2 separate regions of the Mus musculus genome follow, and region 2 is linked to region 1. The links are chromatin contacts, called in public promoter capture Hi-C maps. All regions are on one chromosome and are shown on one strand. The core of a region is the stretch at or near the end of the contact, and the rest is flanking DNA. Distances in the headings are between cores, read along the strand shown. Region 1 holds the start of Hjv (hemojuvelin BMP co-receptor). Region 2 holds the start of Acp6 (acid phosphatase 6, lysophosphatidic).

Region 1 (7,137 bases), core at 2,498-4,997:
TCATTACAAGTGGGAAATCACTAACTGGGAAATCCATGGTGAATAGCCCACACCAAGGTCTGGAGTGCAAAACCCTGGCCCAGAATCTTTATTCTAGGGTCATTTCAGCCCTGGACTGCAACCTCATCTGATTGAGTAAGTGTTGTCTCCTGTCCCCGCTGTTTCCTTTGGCACATCTTTGTGGTTTCTCACACCAACCTCTATCCTCAAATCGTTTCCAAACCAGTCATGGGTTGCTGGCCTACTTACTGAAGCAAAGCCACAGAACAAAGAGGGCCGAAAGAAGCGGGACTAGGCAGATGGCAGGAGAGAGGGGAGGCCCCGCATCTGAGGGAAAGAGATGTAAGTTCTCTAAATCCGTCAAGAAGATTCGGGCATCGTCCAGAGCTGTCTGAGCTGCCACAGTAAAGTTGGGGTCACCGGAGACTGAAACATCAAAGACGCAGGATTGGAAGTAGGCATCTTCAACCGGAAGCCCTTCCTTACACAGCCTTCTGGCAGTATCTATGGCTATAGCCCCACGGCGGTTGCGCTCTGAGCGAGAGAGTCGCTGGCTCGGAGGGCATCCCCCAACACACAGCTGTAGGTCCTGCTCTGCGGAGAAGGCCCGCGCCACATCCTCTGCTACCCTGATGGAGAAGGAGAGCTGCCCAGCTGTCTGTCGAATGATGATAGTTGTTCCAATGTAGGCAGCTCGAATCTCCACGTGACTCCCAAGGTTAGCAGTTTGAATGGACAAACTCGAGCCCCCAGGTCGGTCGCCCCCATTGATAGAACCATCTTCAAAGGCTGCAGGAAGATTGTCCACCTCAGCCTGGTAGACTTTCTGGTCAATGCATTCCTGCATGTTTTTAAATATGATAGTGATCTATGAGGACAAGAGAGAAAATACTTCATTAGGGCCCAAAGCATCCTCACGCCAATCAAGCTGCATAGAGAGTCAGGGATCCGATCCCAGCAGAAATGCGAGTTTCTTCCGGGTCCTCAGTCCTTGATCCTATCCCCTACTGTGTTCCATTAATAGTGCCTGACCCCCACTCAACCTCCTAATATCTCTCTCCCTATGCCTCTCTCTATCTGCCTCTCTCCCTCTCCCTCCCTCTCTCTCTCTCCTTTTTGTCTCAGTCTCAGCAACTCCCAAGTTACTTGCTTTGAAAGAAATTCCTGAATTACATTTACAAGAGCAAATGTTTGATGGAAGGAAGCCATTCAGGATGGAAGGGAATGTTTGGGAAAGACAAGAACAGGGAGCTGGGTGGCTGAATAGTGGGAAGAAGAAGGAGTGGTATGGCGGACAGACCGTGAGAGGGCTCAAGAAATTGTGTTGGGATGAAAATCGAATCTCTGACCTTCCGGATGGTGGTAGCGTTGGCTCCCGACGAAACCGGGGAGCTGGTGGCCTGGACAAAGAGGAAGTCGTTATCTAGCAAGGGCCAAGCTCCTTGGACACGGCATGTGTGAAATTGGTTGTGGAAACTGCGCACATGGGGATCTCCAAAGGATGCGCAATGCAAGAAGCCCGGGGCTCGACCGTGCAGCCTGGAAAACCGGGCCTCATAGTCACAGGGATCTGGGGTCAGGGGCGCTGGCCCGGCCCCGGGCAGGGCGGGGCCCCGGGCCGGGGGCGGGGCCGTGGGACCCTGGCGTGAGCAGTTGTGCTGGATCATCAGGTCCTCTATGCCATGCACCGCAGAGTGGAAAGCAAGGTCCCCGCGGCAGGTGCGGGCCGTGCGCCGCGTGCAGAGAGCGTAGGAGCGCAGGGCGCGACACAAGCCACCTGAGGCCAGCCCACCACGGCCGCCTCCACGCGGCGTGTCCGGTGAGCCACCTCCCCGAAGACTCAGAGTGGACGAGACATACTCGGCATTGCAGCGGAGGATCTTGCACTGGGAGTGAGCTGGGGACGGAAGGGAGAGGGCAGTGAAATGAGACACAGGTTCTATCCAAGTCCAGTATGCACCTAACTGCCAAAAACCATCCGCCATCCCACCGTTCCTACCACTCAGCGTGGCCGCTTTCCCAATCTCAACCTTCATTCTCCCAATCCTTGCCTCCTTCCCTCCTTTCCTCTACTAAAAACGTGTAAAGCAGTCAGACTTCTTTTCCCTGGGGTCTAAGGACGCCATCTGTGTCCTTCTTCAAGTTAAATGGGAAACAAGACAGGCCTCTTTCAGAGTTGGGAGGTGCTGGGACTCAGCACACATCCCTCCTCACTCTCCCCCCACCCCCCACACCCCCACACCCCCACCCACCCCCACCCCCGCGCGCTCATTCCTACCCAGCATCCTAACCTCTGGATATGTCCAACCCTTCCCTGGCCCTTCCTTACCCTGTCCACAGAGGAGCAGCAGGAGAGTGAGGGTGCTTAGAGTTGGAGGGCTGCCGTGGGGGGACCGGGGACTAGGGGACTGGCCCATACCTATCCAGCCAGGTCCCCCCAGGCACCGGTTCTTCCCAGATGATGAGCCTCCTACCTAGTGAATTTCTCTGGGTACTTCTGTGACTGGAAGAAGAAATTTGGCTGAGTGTGGGGAAAGAGAAGGGTTGGAGACCAGTCAAGATGGTGGGTAGAGAGAGCATCTGAAGAGACCAAAACAAAAATGAGACAGACTGGATCTTGGGAAGAAGGAGGCTTCCAGAGGGTGAGCGTGGCTGGTGAGCCTCTGTGCCCTGCCCCTGCGGCCACCTTCAGGTCCCTTGTGCAATATGCCTACGGGGGCGGGGTGGTGGTGGAGGGAAGGTTGAGTGACCTCAGTGTGCAGAGTCCAGTGTACTGCCCCATCCTGACTACCAAATAGCAGATGTGCCAAAAATGGAGGACCCCTAGAGAAAGTGAGGTTCTGACCATGTCAGTGGGTCCCCAGTAGCACCAGGATCTGATCACGCTTTAAGAACATACTTCTTATGGATCCTTCCCACCAGAAACCACCTGCCGTTTCATTTTCTTCACTGTGTTAGAAGGGCACAAAGGGTAACATGGTAGGCAGACGCCCTGTCTACGATATCACCTTCCCAGTGAAAGGAGAGCCGGTCTCTCAGCCTCTCCAGAGGGCTGACAGTACGATCCCTCTCACAGGATGGGGTACAAATCAAGCATTCAAATTAATATATGTTTCTGTCTAACAGTTCATGTGTTTTTCCAGACCCAGCTGAAAAGCCCAATCCAGACACTCCTGGTCTTTTGAGGAGAACAGATATGGGGGAGGGTCTGTCTCCTTTTCTCCTGTCAAAACCCTACTTTGGGATAAGCATATGAGCAGGAGGTCAGAGAGGTCTTGAGGTAGGGATGGGAGTGTAACTCGATGGTAGCTGAGTGTTTACCATGCTCAAGGCCCTGGGCCCAGTCCTTAGCACTGCCCCCTCCCCCTCTCCCAAGGTCTTGGTGTAATAAGATGGAGAGGAAAATAGGAAAGCCAGAGAGAGGCAGCATTAAACATCAAATGGCCATGGATTAGAAAACATCTAGGCAAGAGGAAAAGTGAAGACTGGGGTAGTTGCTAAGGGGAGATCTTAGTTTTCAGAACAGATGTCTGTAACTTTATGAAGTTCTGGCCTTGACCCAAAAGCTTATCAAAGTGATCGACATTTCATCTGGACTTACTGTTTCCCGAGGTCAAGCATTACTCTGATACTGGGTTCTCGAGCCATAGTTGCCTATTCTGTTGGTCTGCTCCAGCCAGGGGGTCCCCCATCTCTTTCTCCATGATTGCCCCGGAATGGCTGCAGTCTCACTCAGGTCAGAGAGCCAGAGGAGGTTTGGTGTGGGGGGAGGGGGGAGGGAGAGTATATGGTTGGCCCAAGTACTGGACAGCTGAGAGGAGGAGGGAGGTGCCTACTGAGTTGACAGTTTTAAAAATAGCTAGGTCCAAAATTCCAGGAACGTTGGTGGCAGTGGGGTGTGGGAGCTAAGGCAGCAGGAACGATGAGCAAAATAAGGATGGAATATGGAAATATTGGATACCAAGGGAGGGAGAGTATAAAGAAAGATGATGGCCAAGTCATATATCCAACTGTAGCTTATAAGCTGCCACTCAGGCCCTCCAGCATTCCCAGTAATGAACTCAGTATTCCCAGTAATGCCTTTAAGACTGCTGGTGGTGATTTTGTGTGATGCCAGTCACTCACTGCTCTCATCCTCTCTTTACTGAGGATTCCATTGAATTTCTTCTACACATAATACACTGAGGTGGCCGGCTTTGAAGATGGACGGCAAGCATAGTTCAGAGACCCTCCCCCATCTCTGCCAACTATTTCAGAAGCTGAAAGGTCCAGCTGTCCCGAGAAATCCGAGAGCAGAATTGTTTCGAGAAGGGTTTATTCCGTCTGCCCAGATCAGATCTCTGCAGCTGTCTACTCTCTCTCCACCTTTTCCATTACACTAGTTTGTGCAACAATCCCTCCTCCCTCCTCCTCATCAATACAAACACAAAAAACAGAAGCTTCCAGGTTGCAGGGGCCGGGGCCGGGGTAGTAACAGAGGCAGAGAGAAGAATCGGAGTCAGTTTTGAACACTACTGATCCACAGAGGAGTGGCGTTAGATAGGTGAATTCAGAAGGAAGACATTTGGGAATATACTTTTATAGACAAACTGTTTGAAGATTCAATTATAATCAGGGTTTTAGCTATGTCCGTCTTTTCACCTGGTGGCATTTCTGGGACACTGTCCCACAGTACTTGCCAAGGGAAAGCAGCACAGGACTGATTACAAAGTGTGTCACAAAAGCTTCTGGCCCTGTCAGCTCTACATGAAGTTCTACAGGTCCACATGGTACATGGTCCCTTCTCAGGCACGCATACACACACACACACACACACACACACACACTTTACAAGAGAAGTGTGGGAGCACATGTATTTTTTATAATGAATTTAGCTTTTTCTCAACTATACAAGACCATATCACAATAATCTTTTACATTAAGTTATTTAGAACATGTCTGTCTCTGTGTGTCTGTGTGTACCTATGTGGATGTCAGAAACGTTATAGGAGTCAATTCTTTCCTCCCACCATGTGGGCGTTAGGGGCCAAATGTGAGGTTTGGTAGCTAGTTCCTCTACCTACCTGCTGAGCCATTTCACCAGCCCACATCCCAAGAACTTTTATTCCATAAAATTTCCCTGCACTGGATGGTTGGGTGTGTCAACTTGACACAGGCTGGAGTTATCACAGAGAAAGGAGCCTCCCTTGAGGAAGTGCCTCCATGAGATCCAGCTGTAAGCATTTTCTCAATTAGTGATCAAGTGGGGCGAGCCCTGCCCATTGTGGGTGGGACCATCTCTGGGCTGGTAGTCTTAGTTCTATAAGAGAGCAAGCTGGGCAAGCCAGGGGAAGCAAGCCAGTAAGTAACATCCCTCCATGGCCTCTGCATCAGCTCCTGCTTCCTGACCTGCTTGAGTTCCAGTCCTGACTTCCTTTGGTGATGAACAGCAATGTGGAAGTGTAAGCTGAATAAACCCTTTCCTCCCCAATTTGCTTCTTGGTCATGATGTTTTGTGTAGGAATACACACCCTGACTAAGACATCCCCCAACTAAATTAATCAAGTGACTTTAAGACATACTAGGTTGTCTATAAAATGCAAAGTGGCATATACTCTGAAACCCAAAATACGTGCAAAAAAAAAACAGTTTCTTGAGGCTGGAAGGATGGTTTAGTGGTTGAAGCACTTGCTGCTCCTACAGGGAATTCAGGTTCCACTTCTATCACCCACATGATAGCTCATTACTAACTGTAATTCCAGTTTAGGAGCTCCAATACCCTCAGTTGACCTCTAATGGCTTCTGCACACAGTTAGTGCACAGACATACATACATTCAGGCCACATACACATACATGTGGTGCACATACACACATACACTCAGGCATACACATATGCACATAAAATTTAAAAAATAAAAATATTTTTAAGGAATCAGTTGTTTTGAAACAGAGTGTTGTTATATGTGTGGTCCCAGCTGGCTTAGAACCTTTTATGTTGGCCAGATGATTTAGATAATTACCCTGAAGGTGCTGGGTTATAGGCAGGGGCCACTGTGCCCAACTAGTACCAAAGTATTTTACAGTCCTCACTATCATTGACAGTGGCGTTGGTATTATTCTGGAACTATTTTGAGTTTGCTGTGGGCTTAAAAAGAAATTAAGGAAGGCTGGAGAGATGGAGCCACAGTTGAGAGCACCTGCTGGTTTTACAAGGGACCTGAGTTTGGTTCCCCGAATCCACGTCAGGGGCTCCAGGAGAGTCAATGCTCTCTTCTGGTCCCCTTGGGAACTACTCAACCCACACACAGACACACATTCAAAAATAAAACCTTATTTTTAAGTAATAATGGTGGGGTTTTGGTTTGGTTTTGTTTGAAACAGAGTTTCACCATATAGCCTAGGCTGGCCTGAAACTTGCGATCCTCCTGTCTCAACTTCCTGGGTGCTATAATTACAGGTGGCCAATTCTTGGACTTTAGAGAGCCATGATATTTGATGTGGGATAGAAATACTGATTCATGTTGATAAGTAAAAACTCCCGTAATTCAAATCTAAACTGCTCCAGGGGACCTGGAGCCTCCTTCTGGTCTCCTCAGGCATTGCATGAAGATGCGCAGAGACGTACATGCAGGCAAAACACCCATACACATTTAAAAAAAAAAAAATTTAAATACAAAGATAACTGTGTGTTCATGACATTTTGTCTTTAACTATTCCTAATTTATTATGAAAATACCTCAAAGCAGTGATCATTGGTAGTGAACACTTCTAATGTCCAAGTTGTGGAACAGAAATATGATGTCCCACTACAAGAAATCAGAATTCTTTGGAGAAATAACCTATTCCCATTTGGAGCCAGGAATTATCCAAGCTAAACAAGGAAGCTTTAAAATACTGTATCAAGCTGGGCGTGGTGGCACATGCCTTTATTCTCAGCACTTAGGAGGCAGAGGTCGATGCATCTCTATGAATTTCAGGCCAACCTAGCCTACATAAGGAGTTCCAGACTAGCCAAGGCTACATAGTGAGGTCCTGTCTCAAATCAAGCAAGCAAACAAAAAGATAGTTGTCGCTCTCCAAAGACAGGACAAATTAGTTATCAAAATAGAAACTGAGTATATTGGGTTGACACACACCAAGTATTTTAAGCCTCAATT
Region 2 (7,137 bases), core at 2,977-5,476, 630 kb before region 1:
TCTATTGTGAAGGGGTACAGATTCTGGACTACACTCTCTGGCTTTTAGAACTTGCCTAGACAAGTTCAAAGATACAAGCAAGACAAAGCTCAAGAGAAGTATACCACCCCTAAAGTGAAAATTTTCTCCCTCGGGGCATCATAAGGGGATAGTGGAATGAAGTGGACAGGTTTCCGGTAGTCAGAGCAATGGGTTCTGTGGGACTGTTTGTCCCTGTTCATTCAATTTAGTACAAAGATCCCACCATATCACAACCCTAGGAAGGCAACGTCACAGTGGGATGGATTGGTTACATCCCATGTTATATGTATATATGTATATATGTATACACACACATACATACATACATACATACACACACACAGAGAGAGAGAGAGAGAGAGAGAGAGAGAGATCTCCTGACCTTCCAGGATAAGGTCTCAGGAAACAAGCAATGAATGGCCTTGTACATAAGGCATCACAGGAATTTTTAAGTTGCCGAACTCTGAGCCTCATTCCAGGCTAATCGCATCTGGGATTTTATGGGGTGTGGTGTCCACTTCTCAGTGCTATAGTGCCCAGATACTTCTAAAGCACCAGAGGAGAAGTGTTCTTGCAATGCTCAGATACCCTGTACCAATTAAATCTGAATCTCTAGGAGGAAGACCCAGGCATGATTTTTTTTTAACACGTATGAACGTTTTGGCAGCATGCACATCTATCTGAGCACACATGTGTCTGGTGGCCACAGAGCCCAGAGTACAGCGGAACCCCTAGAACTGAAGGGCTCCATTCAGAGAAGCCATGCAGGTGCTGGGAACTGAAGCAGCATCCTCTACAAGAGCAGTAAATGCTCTTAACTGCTGAGCCATTGCTCCAAGCCCCCATACTATCTCTGAAGAATTCAATATCCTGCCAGGGTTTAGAACCCAGTGGAGTGAGGAACTGGCACATCCTTCATAGATCCACCTCGGCTGAGCTTTGGGCAGGAATTAAGCAACACAGCAGGCTTCCCAGCTCAACCACACTGTCAAAGGCAGACAGGAACTTAACAAGGGACTGGGCTAGGCTCAACTTCATAAGAGTTGAAAGACCTCCCTACCGGGGGTCACCTTGCCGCTGTCTGGAAGAAGCCTGGGGGAAAGTTTAAAGTCGAGTTCAAAAGTTTGCTTGAAAGTGAATTGGGAGCTACTCTGAAGGCCAGAAACATGTTCAACTAAGTTCCATGATTTTATTTCCAAAGCACAGATCAACTGTTACCCAAACCGATAAGAAAACAATTCAGCCAAACTTGTATTGTTTCGAACAATGCCTCTTTGTAAGGACCCGTGAGAAGACTGACCTGATGACAGCACGCCTGTCTATAAACCAGTCAGAAATCAGAAATCGTAGCAAAGGTAACTTTAGTCTTATCATTGTCGCTGTGTAGTCTGTTCTGACAAGAGCAGAATAAGGAAGGCTAGAAAACTCAATAACCATGGATTTTGAAAAGAAACCTTGAGAGACAATATCCAGAAACAGGTTCAGATATATATATATACATACACACACACACACACACACACATATATATATACATATATATATACACATATATATACATATATATACACACACATATATACATATATATACATACATATATATACATATATATACATACATACATATATATATATATACATATATATATACACACACACATGATATATAACATATATTCATATATCCTATTATATTAGAGTCAGTCACAGGAGGCTGATGGCATTTCCTCACAACCAGAGCTGGCTCCATCCCAGGCTTTTATTCACAGAACTTTATCCAAGAAAACCAGACGTGCTTTCTGCCTAGGGCTGGCGAGAGAACTCGCAGCTAAGCGTGCTTGCTCTGGGGACAGCAGCCAAAGCACCGCCACGAGGAGCAGAACCACCTGTAACTCCAGTCCCAGGAGAGCCAACGGCCTCTTCCAGCTTCTCTGGCCTACACACCCACACACCCCTAAGTCTTTTTTAAATTTAAAGTAGCAGCCTACAGTCTGCCGTGTATGAGTGGGACGTTAAAGCAACGGTCCTGCTCATTCTACAAAGCAAGGCCATGGAACTACATTCTCCACAGTTTGGAGCTACAGGAAGAAAAGCTAACGAAGCTGGGATTATTGGGAGCTTCCACCATAAAGGTGTAAGATTCCCATCACACACCAACTGGTTCACACACGTACACACACACTCCCTGGAAGGATTTAAACCTTTTTTTTTTTTTTTTTTTTCCAATTCAAAGAGGCAGGAGTAATGTAATGAATATCTTCCCAGTAATGAACTGAGTGGGGTTGGTTTTCTTCCCAGTCCCCTCAACAAAGAATGGGGATAATTTGTCAGTGAAGCCAGTCCTATACTGGAATCCACCAGTTCTATACTGGAATCCACCAGTTCTATACTGGAATCCACCAGTTCTATACTGGAATCCACCAGTACAGGCTGGTATTGATAGGTATTTGCACTGTCTATATACACTGGGTCTAGATCCAGACAAACTTTTATTCTCTGCTATTACTGCTAACTTTGTCTAAAACATAAATATATCTCTCTAACACTCTTTAATAAGAATAGAGAGAGAGGAGGGGTGCAAAGAGGTGGGCATGTGTAGACAAAATGATAAGACAACCTGAGAGATCTAATGTTAAAGGCGTAGAGTGGGTTGCAGTGCCAGACAGAAAGTAGTACAGCCATAGGAACAGGCTAACTGGAGACCTGGTAAACAAACACCTGCTAAAAGATATTTATTTATGTGAGAGCTGCCCTGGTTGCTTGGCTTTTTCATGTGTAACCCTCTTTAAAGACCAGATCTTGGGTTGAAACTATAACTCACAGCCCTTCAGGAAAACAGAAATGACCATTAAGAGTATTTGCAACTGAACAAATACAGACTCCATGGGTAAATTCAACCCGGGGTGTTAGGGACTTCTGGTGCCCTTTTCTTGTATACTGTTAGGGGTTATTTTTTAAACAAAAAGCTAATTATTTGTGCTTTAATCATAATTATCCTGACTTATAGCCACAAAATTAGTTAATTAACTTTCCCTCCTTCTTACCACAAATCCTTTCCAGATTTCTAAACCTGACCTTAAAGAACCCCAAGATACAGTCCTTGTCCGCAATAAGACTTCACAAGATCTCAAATGGTCTCTGGCAAGCCCACAAGAAAAATCTGTATTAAGATCTGGTTCCAAAGGTGCCAGCTTGCTCTGTACTGCGGAAGCACTAAAGGTATCTCCTGGTACAATGATCTCTGTTATTAACAACCAGGCACTTACAAGGTCCTTGAACTCAAGTTCAACCACAGAACTACGAAACGTGACCCAACTCCACATCCGCAGAATCAGAATCTGCATTTAAATAAGAACCCCCGCCTGGGACATTCTTATGCATCTTTGAAAAGTTTCACTACACCAAGCAACTGAAAGTTTGGGGGGCAGGGGCTGCCCTAGCCAGGAAGGCTTACACACCACACCGGTGGTTTGGGATGAGCATGGGATGATGACTCCAGGCCACAGCCTGAGGGCCAGTCTACTGTTGTTTCCCTCTGGTCTGGACCCAGCCCGAGCCCCGACGGGGGACGCTAAAGTGTGTCCCCAAGAACCCCTCTGTGGGCCGCCTCTCACCTGCTCCTCCAGCGGGAGAGGCTTGAGCGGACTCCGTGCCCCGTGTCGAAACACCACCTGCACCATTTTCAGCTCCAGTAGGTTGCGGTCCACCGGACGCTGGCCATTAGGAGCCCGCTGCTCGGCCAGGGCCACCCGCCGCTGGTGGAAGCAGTAAGCCAGCGAGGTCAGGACACCCACGGGGACCCACACGCGCATGATGGAGGCTGTGGAAGCTGAGGGCTCCGCAGGCAACGCGGCTCAGCAGCTACTCAGAAGTTCGCGGGAACTGGAGGGCAAGTGCATCCAAGCTCTCAGAACAAGCGACTCTAGCGGGGCGACCCAGCGACAGTCAGGCCGGAGGTGGAGAGAAAGGGGTGGGAGCAGAAAGATTGTCTAGTAGTTTAAGCCTAGCGTCTGCCGGCCGCCCCTACTGCATGCAGGCTCAGTCAGGGCAGTTACTTGGACCTGAAACTTGCACTTCAAACCGTGTGAAGGGGAGGCCGCAAAAGCAGAAGTTCCTCGGACACCCGGGATTCGGGTCCACATTTTATAACCAAGCTCCCCACGCAATCTCCTGACCTCCCACGGACCTGCTCCAATTAAGTCTGCGCACAGGAGCACGGGAAAGTGAGTCCTGAGACTTCGTCCGATCTGGAAACTCAGACCCGTAAAAACTACAACTTCCACAATGCTATGCGCGGCCGAGGTCCCCAGGGAGGGCAGTTCCGTCGGCCCCCCGCCATGCTTAAGGTCCCGCCCCCCCCCCCCACGCCTCCCACGTTCCACTCCCAGTCCCGCCAGTCTTCAATTTAAGGCTGCCAAGAAGCCCCGGGTAATTAAGGGATTTCGTCTGTTTTTTTTTTTTTTTCCCTTGAGGCTTTGCCTGGGGTGAGTAGGGAGGAAATGAGGGTAAGGGGAGGCAGTGTTAGGATTGGTGGGCAAGGGGAGTAGTTTGAATGTGGAAGAATTCCCTGAAGTCCCCAAAGCAAGATTACTAAAGTCAAGACCTGAAACATCTATCAGCTGAGTGCTTCCTATTTGTGAAATTCCCTTTCCCCATTTTGTTTAAGAAAATTGAGCTAGGGATGTAGTTCAGCGGTAGAGCACTCTCGGGGCATGCGCAAAGCATTAGAGCCAGCGGTTTTTTTGTTTTGTTTTTGTTTTTTGTTTTTTCTCGAGTGATTATTAAGTACTTTTTTTAGAAAATTGTGAGAGAAAAAACAGTATTTCCCTGACCGGGAATCGAACCCGGGCCGCGGCGGTGAGAGCGCCGAATCCTAACCACTAGACCACCAGGGAAGTTAGGAGACAGAGGCTTGAGAGGGAAGATAGTAGACCTGGATTGGAGCCACCAAAGAGTGTCAGGAGAGGCCTGGAGGAATGGCGGTAGTGTTGTCAACATCTGAAGGCATTCTCCTAATCTTTTAACTGCGGAACAGTATCGTGGGCTTCAACTTCGAAATGAATTTCAAAGCAAACCAGTAAAAAATAGACTTGAAGTCTGTTTGGAATGGAAAGAAAAGCAACAGGAAAAAAAAAAAAAAAAGAAAAAAAAAAAAGAACATAACACACCTTACATGGCTATGGGCTTCTCACAGAATAGTCTCAGTTTATTAGAAGCCATTTGTAACCGATTTTAGGCAAAAGAGCTATGACAGAGAGATGCTTAGTGAGAGAACAAGACACCTGTGGATGGGTCTGGGCTTCCCATAAGAGATTCACAGCAAAATGTCTTAGCAGTTACCAGATACATTCTTTTAGTGACTCTCAAGATACATCTTGGCCCTGCGTGGTGGTGCAGGCCTTTAATTTCAGCATTCAGGAAGCAGAGGCAGGCATATCTTTGTGAGTTCAAGGCTAACCTGCTCTACAGTTGAGTTCCAGGATATCCAAGGCTACACAGAGAAGCCATGTCTGGGGAAAAAGAGAGAGAGAGAGAGAGAGAGAGAGAAGCACACCCCACCCCACCTCCTTCACATCTGGAAGGGTTGCTACACTTCACCCTGACCCCTTCTGGTTTCTGGTGCAACTAGAGGACAACTTCAGGGAACCTCATCTAGATTAGAGTCTGCTAAGGTAAAACCAGGAGCCCCTGCGGTTTCTAGTGAGAGTCTCAGATTGTGGATTTACAGCCACAAGGGGAGAATGGCCTTCAGTAAAGGAATCCTTGCTTGATGACTAGTGAGAGTGGGGACCCCCTTGTCTTCTTGTGTCCCAATAGTTTTCCTTGCCCTATCCTAGCTCAGACCCACTCCTTCAACTAGGTCTTACCTCTTTAAGAGCCAGTCAAGGTCGTAGGTGAGAGAGAAACTTTGTGATAGAGTCACTGCCTCCCCACAAGAGACCCACTGTGGACACTGCTGCATTTGAGACTGAACCTTCAGTACATGAGTTTTTGGGTAAACACTTAAGATCCAAAATAAAACACAAGACAAACCGAGACCTTCAGGGGCCCTGGGAAATACGACATTGGAACCTGAGTAGTGCCTTGGAACTCCTCCAGCTGGGGAGGGTGGCCCTCAGACAGGTGAGGGAAAGCATAGTACAGTTTCAGTATAAACAGATCCTAGTATTGGAGCAGCTTCAGCCTCTTTGGCTTTCTTAGCACGCTGGAGAGCCTTCAAGGCAATGGAAGGTTGGTATCTGGCTGCCCTACTTCCTGCTGTGGTGGACAAAGCAAGGCTGGTGCACACCCTGCTCCTCTGGCATCGTTGGCAATCACCGGGTGAGCATCATGAGTACCTTTGACCCAAGAGAGCAATAGCAGTGCCATCAGGGAGTGGGGGAGGGGGAGCCACAGCTGGTGAGGCTGGCAAAGGAAAGCACTACCTGTTAGCACCCGGGAGTCCTGACAATATGTACAGTAGTGGTAGTAAGCTGAAAGAGAAAAAAAAAAGTAAGAAGTCTTTAATCCCAGCACTCGGGAGGCAGAGGCAGGCGGATTTCTGAGTTCGAGGCCAGCCTGGTCTACAAAGTGAGCTCCAGGACAGCCAGGGCTATACAGAGAAACCCTGTCTCGAAAAAAAAAAAGAAAAAAAGAGAAAAAAAAAAAAAAAAAGAAGTCTTGAAATCATCCCGAAGTGGTGGCGCACACCTTTAATCCCAGCATTTGATAGGCAGAGGCAGGCGGATTTCTGAGTTCCAGGCCAGTCTGGTCTACAGAGTGAGTTCCAGGACAGCCAGGGCTACACAGAGAAACCCTGTCTTGAAAAAAAAAAAAAAGAAGAAGAAGAAGAAGAAGAAGGAGGAGGAGGAGGAGGAGGAGGAGGAGGAGGAGGAGAAGAAGAAGAAGAAGAAGAAGGAGAAGAAGAAGAAGGAGAAGGAGAAGGAGAAGGAGAAGGAGAAGGAGAAGGAGAAGGAGAAGAAGAAGAAGAAGAAGAAGAAGAAGAAGAAGAAAAGAAGAAGAAGAAGAAGAAGAAGAAGAAGAAGAAGAAGAAGAAGAAGAAGAAGAAGAAGAAGAAGAAGAAGAAGAAGAAGTCTTGAAATCATGCTCTGGGGACAGGCAAGGAGGGGACTCT

What was found. Promoter capture Hi-C pulls out the DNA fragments that hold promoters and counts their contacts.
Region 2: a promoter capture Hi-C map of HPC-7-derived erythroid cells shows a contact between it and region 1, with 2.8 times the contacts expected there. The contact joins the promoter of Acp6 here to the promoter of Hjv in region 1.

Annotation. Positions count from the first base shown.
Region 1 is chr3:96,521,795-96,528,931 of GRCm38.p6, reverse strand. Hjv (hemojuvelin BMP co-receptor) reads right to left here and starts at 3,747. Exons shown (of 4, transcript NM_027126.4): 1 at 3,602-3,747; 2 at 2,330-2,503; 3 at 1,350-1,897; 4 at 1-868. The coding sequence starts at 2,417. The coding sequence ends at 242.
Region 2 is chr3:97,155,866-97,163,002 of GRCm38.p6, reverse strand. It overlaps Acp6 (acid phosphatase 6, lysophosphatidic), which reads right to left and starts at 4,226. Exons shown (of 10, transcript NM_019800.4): 1 at 3,638-4,226. The coding sequence starts at 3,835. n-TEctc12 (a tRNA gene) reads right to left here and starts at 4,918; the gene lies at 4,847-4,918.